Linked DNA regions of Zea mays: region 1 is linked to region 2. Evidence: chromatin contacts called from public Hi-C data. All regions are on one chromosome and are shown on one strand. The core of a region is the stretch at or near the end of the contact, and the rest is flanking DNA. Distances in the headings are between cores, read along the strand shown. Region 1 has its middle 18 kb from the start of LOC103631866. Region 2 holds the start of LOC103631853.

The links. A called contact is a pair of places that touch in the nucleus more often than the background predicts.
Region 1: a contact with region 2 is called in a Hi-C map of leaf, with 4 times the contacts expected there. The contact joins the enhancer-like site here to the promoter of LOC103631853 in region 2.

The regions. Positions count from the first base shown.
Region 1 is chr7:819,109-822,342 of Zm-B73-REFERENCE-NAM-5.0, reverse strand. No RefSeq gene overlaps it. Among protein-coding and RNA genes, the nearest start is that of LOC103631866, 18 kb to the left of the region's middle. Within about 2 kb of position 1,687, at least 20 of the 20 cell types and tissues checked have an H3K27ac peak or open chromatin away from gene starts, as enhancers often do. A contact at or near this core is called in leaf, where this site is marked.
Region 2 is chr7:555,300-558,236 of Zm-B73-REFERENCE-NAM-5.0, reverse strand. It overlaps LOC103631853, which reads left to right and starts at 1,291. Exons shown (of 7, transcript XR_004851308.1): 1 at 1,291-2,072; 2 at 2,215-2,937. LOC103631852 (transcription factor EMB1444) reads right to left here and starts at 776. Exons shown (of 12, transcript XM_035960782.1): 1 at 1-776.

The DNA.
Region 1 (3,234 bases), core at 438-2,937, 260 kb before region 2:
CACCAATCTTGTGGTGATCCTTGTAGGAACTTTGTGTTCCAAGTGATTGAGAAAAGAAAGCTCACTCGATCCGTGGATCGTTTGAGAGAGGGAAGGGTTGAAAGAGACCCGGCCTTTGTGGCCTCCTCAACGGGGAGTAGGTTTGCAAGAACCGAACCTCGGTAAAACAAATCCGCGTGTCACACTCTCCATTTGGTTGCGATTTGTTTTCCACCCTCTCTTGCGGACTCATTTATTATTACTAACGCTAACCCCGGCTTGTAGTTGTGATTATTTTTGTAAATTTCAGTTTCGCCCTATTCACCCCCCCCCTCTAGGCGACTATCAGTAGTTTATGTCAAGGAAACATGTGTGGGGTCAGTAACAGTAGGCTCTCACTAAAGATCAATGGGTGTATGACTAGTATGTTTGGCCGATAATAGCCAAAGCATGAGTTTTCGTTAATTTCGAAGGCTAACACCTATGGATTTTTTACCTAAATGGTCTCCATGAGAAACCAAATAATATGATTTATGTCTAGGAAACTTGTATGGGGTATGTAATATGATACTCTCACTCATGATCAATGGGCATATGGCCAGTATTTTTGGCCGAAAAGGCCAAAGCGTGAGTTTTCATTAATATCGAAGTATAACACATGGATTTTTGACTGATAAATGGTCTCCACAAAAAACCAAAAAATATGGTTTATATGGAGGAAACATGTGTGAGGTAAGTAATAGGATACTCTCACAACGTGAGTTTTCGTTAATATCGAAGGCTAACACCTATGGATTTTTGACCGATAAATGGTCTCCACCAAAAACCAAGAAATGTGGTTTATGTCAAGGAAACAAATGTGTGATATGTAATAGGAGAGTCCCACTCACGATCAATTGGCATATGACCAGCATTTTTGGCCGAAAACGGCCTAAGCGTGAGTTTTCGTTAATATAGAAGGCTAACAATTATGGATTTTACTGATAAATGGTCTCCACCAAAAATCAAATAATATGTTTTATGTCAAGGAAACATGTCTAGGGTAAGTAATAAGAGACTATCACTCATGATCGTTAGGCATATGTCCAATATTTTTGGCAGAAAACAGCCAAAGCATGAGTTTTCGTTAATATCGAGTGCTAGCGTGATTTTTCATTAATATCGAAGGCTAACAACTACGAATTTTTGTAATGCCCAAATTGTAAATAGTAAAAAATAGAGATTGATTTTCTTTATGTGTATGGCTTTTACTTATTAACACATGTGAACACCACATTTAAAAGTAAATAATTAACAAATGACACATCTCTAATTTGTGCATCATGTTGGCTTTTACTTGTATGTGCATTTAATTATACTAGTAGTCACATTAATGGAAATAAATTAATATCAAAAAATTGGATTTAAGTCCTAAATTGGAGAATTGTAAAAGGGAAATAACAAAGAGAAAGGGAGAAAGAAAATCTTATATAAATAAAAATAAAATATATAAATAAATATTATTTACGTTAGAATTTGAATTTGCGCAATTGGCCAAAGTGTGAAACCCACAATCAAAATTTAATTCAAATTTGAAATCAAGCTAGGCTCACTACACCATTTTCGGCCCAGATCCTCACCTCTCCCGCGTGGCCCAGAGGACGACAACACGCGCTGACCGGTGGGACCCCCTACCAGCGACTTACCCCGCACGTACTCGCGTCCCTGGCTTTCTCGCTGGCGGGTGGACCACTGCCCTTTCTCCATGGCTGATCTCGTTGGTCCGTATGACATGTGGGCCCGGTCAAACAGAACCGTCCCTTCCAGGGAACCCGCGCTGCAACGGAGCCTGAATTGGCCGCGCACGTCCACGATCGAGCCGAGGATTCCGGGTCCGCGGTGCATATATCCACGCCCGCCTTCCCTGGAGTCGCTGCTCGCTCCTTTTCTCACGCTCCAACTTCCCCATCTACGCCGCCGCCATGTAGACTGGGTCAAACCAAAGGAGAAGACCCCCACCGTCGCAGACGCATGTGATTGTGGTGCGCTGGGCAGTGGCGATACATTGTTGAGCTACTCGGGGTTGCAAGGTTGCTCGCCGAGGCCATGGTGAGCGCAAGGGAGCTTCTTGGGGACAAGAATTGCTCGTCGTCACCGGAGAATCACCGCCGAGCGCGCAATCGTGTGGGCAGGGCCACCACTGTTCCGACTTGTGGTGATAACCCCTCCGTATGCCTTGTCTTACTTTTCTACGTGCGTAGCACCTCTCGGGTTCGAATTGGGGCGCCATTCGTGCGGATCTGCGGTGCGCCAGTGATGGTCCGCCGCGGGCGCGGGGCGGCGCTGCTTCTGGCGGCCTCAGGTTTGGCCAGGGTGTTGTGGCCGTCGGCCACAGGATGGGCGGTCTAGATCAAAACGAGAATATCGATTGAGGTATGGGGTCGGGGAGCGTCCGATCAGGATTGGACGATCGATACCTACATCAGTTGTGTTAAATCGTGTGCGTTGATTGCGGATCGGGCGGTCTGCATCACGTACCAATTCGCGGGGTCTTGGTCTAATCTGGTGCGTCCGATTGGGATCGGACGGCTCTGGGCAAAGCATACCCCTTGGGCCAGGAGATTTTGTCAAAGAGACCCCGCAGAAGATAGAAATCAACCCGCGATCCTCTCAACTATAGTCTGAGTCTAGGGCATTTTGCAAGTTTAACCTCGAGCTATCTGTTATTAGTGAGCGCAGTCCATACATTTAATGAAACCAGAGAAATTATTTAGAAAATGATTTCTAGTACAAAATCAATTGCAGAAACTTGATTAATTCCTATAAAATTCATTTTAGCTTCTTTTTAGTCCATTCCAGTTCCTATAGTTTTGTATTAATATTGTCTATCACTTGGTAACATTGTTTTAACATGAAAACTATACTAGAATTGATTACTCAATTAATTTTGTACCAAGCACATACGAACTTCGGAAAATCATAACTTAAAATCCGTAACTCTGAATTTAGTGATTCTTTTTCCTACGATCTCGTTACGACATGTAGATTATTATTATGTATTATGTATTCATGTTTGGTGTGATGTTAGTTTATCCTTGTACCATATTTGTTTGTATTGTGGCGAGTAGAAGGGCCAGTGGCCGAGGATCTGGGTGTTCAGCAGGTAGAAGTTGCTAAGCAGGAGCTCATTGAAGGCAAGTTATGCCCTTGACCACTTTTATTTACCCAATAATGTTCTTTATAATCATTTATTCATGCATTGGCTTAATTTTGATT
Region 2 (2,937 bases), core at 42-2,541:
AGCAATGAAGCACCTTTCATCAACAGCCACATAGCCATTACTCAGACATTCATAATGAAAGAAACTACTAGGTAAAATGACATACTCTACAGAGTATAATAATGATTTACTCCCTCGGTCCTGTAATCTAGTGCATTCAAGCATTCGAAAAGTGTACCCAAATGTAAGGAGTTTTAGGGGGGTAAGAGGCAGTTTTGCATTGAATTATAGCACAAATTTGGTATGTATTATATCGGTACTTGCAATTTATCAACCAAACTCCATTAATCACACTGATGGTAACATCTTATTAGGAAATTAAGTTTATGTGTCTGTATTTCCTCTTAATTAGTCTCAAAAATCTCTAGAATACACTACATTACAGGATGCAGGGAGTAGTTCCTTCCAAGTAGCATGAAGTTGAACTAACATGGGCCTTCATAACGTACATAGGAAATGACATGGGTCTTTATATTAATACAATGAGGATCAGATAATCTCCATATTCTGAGCAATGAGGCTCTGAAATAACAGTGTACAACAGCATCCATGATCTGAAGAACTCAACTAATAGATAAACAGATCTGATGCTCAGGCACATCAAAGCTTTATCAGCTTATTGATATGATCTTTTAGGACGGCGTCGAAACGGACGGAAGAGACGTGCGCGCGGTCGGAAGGGAGCATGGAGGCGGCGAGTTCTGAAGAGGGTGCCGCGTGAGGGCGGCGTGTGACTATGGAGGCTACATCAGCGGCTACTGCTAGCGGCGGGGAGGAGGACACGATAGACTCCATGCGGAATACAGGTAGTAAGGAGGGTTATTTTGCAAAACATCCATGGTCCATTTGGGCTAGTTGTGCTGCGTGGCATTGCAACTTTAATGGGCCGGCCTGGAAAATTTGTTCGGGCCCTGTTGGGCTCTTTTGAGGAAATTGTATATTTGCCACTTTTTTCCTTGAGGATTGGATAGAGATGCTCTAGTTGTCTCCTAGCTAGTGTCATCTATCTCAGCTCTAGTGTGTAGTGGCAAGTATGGGTATGGTTAGCTCACCAAACGATGGTCGATAGGTGAACGCTGCCTTTTGCTCTCTGCTGATCTGCTGCTGTGTGAGAACGAAAGGCACAATTAAAGCACCTAACATTCTTTCAAAAAAAAAGTGGCAAGTTTGTGGTCTCTCAGGCTAATCAAGACAGACAGGGTATTAATTACTGAGATTAATTAACTATGTCGATGTTACAATAGTGTCCATCAGGATCCATGTCTAAAACGAAGAAAAGTAGCTCTCCTACTCTATATGTTGTTACTGTAGACGTCCACACACGCTCTGTTCTGCCTGCCGCGTGCAATCCGCCGCCCGCGCAATCCGCCAGCGCGCAGACCTTTCCATCCGCGCCCGCGCCAAAACCGCCGCCCCTGCGCCAAATCCACCGCCACGCCCTGCTCGCCGATGGAAGGTCCGCCGCCTGCCGCTCTATTCTCCACGCGCAATCCGCCAGCGCGCAGACCTTTCCATCCGCGCCCGCGCCAAATCCGCCGCCCTTGCGCCAAATCTGCCGCCACGCCACTACTCGCCGATGGAAGGTCTCCACGCGCAATCCGCCGCCTGCCATCGCCAGCGCGCAATCCTTTCCATCCGCGCCCGCAACGCCCGCCCCTGCGCCAAATCCTCCTTGGACGCGCCCCGACGGCTGGCGCAACCCGTCGAGCAAATCCGCGTAGATCCCGTCTCCATCTCCCGTCAACCAGGCGAGTCCCGCCGTGAATGTCGCCCACCTCCCTTCGACTCCGACGCTCCCAGGACCACACCGCCCAAGCCGTCGAGCAAATCCGCGTTGTGCAAGTGGTGGCGCAGCCTCGCGCCCGCCCTGCTCGCCGCCGCACTGGCGATCACGGTGGCCGCGCTGCGGCCGGCGACGGAGCACGCGGACGCCAAGGGGCGGCCGCCGCTGTGGTTCTGGCCAGGAGGAGTGTTCAAAGTGGCCCTGTTCGCGGACCTGCATTATGGCGAGGACGCGTGGACGGACTGGGGCCCCGCGCAGGACGCCGCGTCCGACCGCGTCATGGCCGCCGTCCTCGACGCCGAGAACCCAGGTGCGTGCCTGCGCACGCTCTCCTTTTGCTTTCCTGGACCCTTTCCCTTTTCCTCCGAAAGAATCAAAGAACTGAAACGGAACTCCCTCTCTACCTCATGGTCTCTGCGGCGGCGGAATCCGATCCACGCATCTTCGCTCAGACTTGGTGGTGTACGAGCAGCCATAGATGTGCAGACATCCCTATTGGAAGAAGATCCGAACAAGAATTATCAAGAAGACAAAAGGTAAATAATACAACACCCATACTTATTCTTCTTCTGATTTTTGATAGTTTATGAAGAACAATAATATTGTGCAAACTGCTAAGCTGCTAGCTTGTTATCTATTTTTAGACAATATACACCTCTTGTTAAGAATGGAGAGGTAGGAGATGATCCTGGAGGCAGCATGTCAAAGATAGAACTCACATGTTTGTTGTTCTTCTATTTTTTTATCGCTCATAAGGAAAATTGAGACCCTGCTCTTGATGTTTTAGACATGGCGTACTTCCTGTTATGGTGCCTGAAATTGGCATGAAGTTTCAGGATGAGGTAGAGGCTTGGAAGTTTTGGAATACATATGGTAACACGGTTTTGAGGTTAGAATGAGAGATGCAAACAAAAGAAAATCTATTGGAATACTGAGATCATTTAGATTTATTTGTGCAAAAGAGGGTCAGTGGAAATAAGGTAAAATAAGTCATCTTGTAAACGGCCACGAGCTAAAACTAGAACTAAATGTCTTGCTGTATTTTGAACTAAATGTATTATTATTGTTCTATCTTTTGGAGATAGAAATACGAGCATGCAGTCAATCTCAGCATGCATTTAGTTTCAATTAAATCTTGGTAAACAACTTGGTCTCTCCTACTCTATATGTTGTTA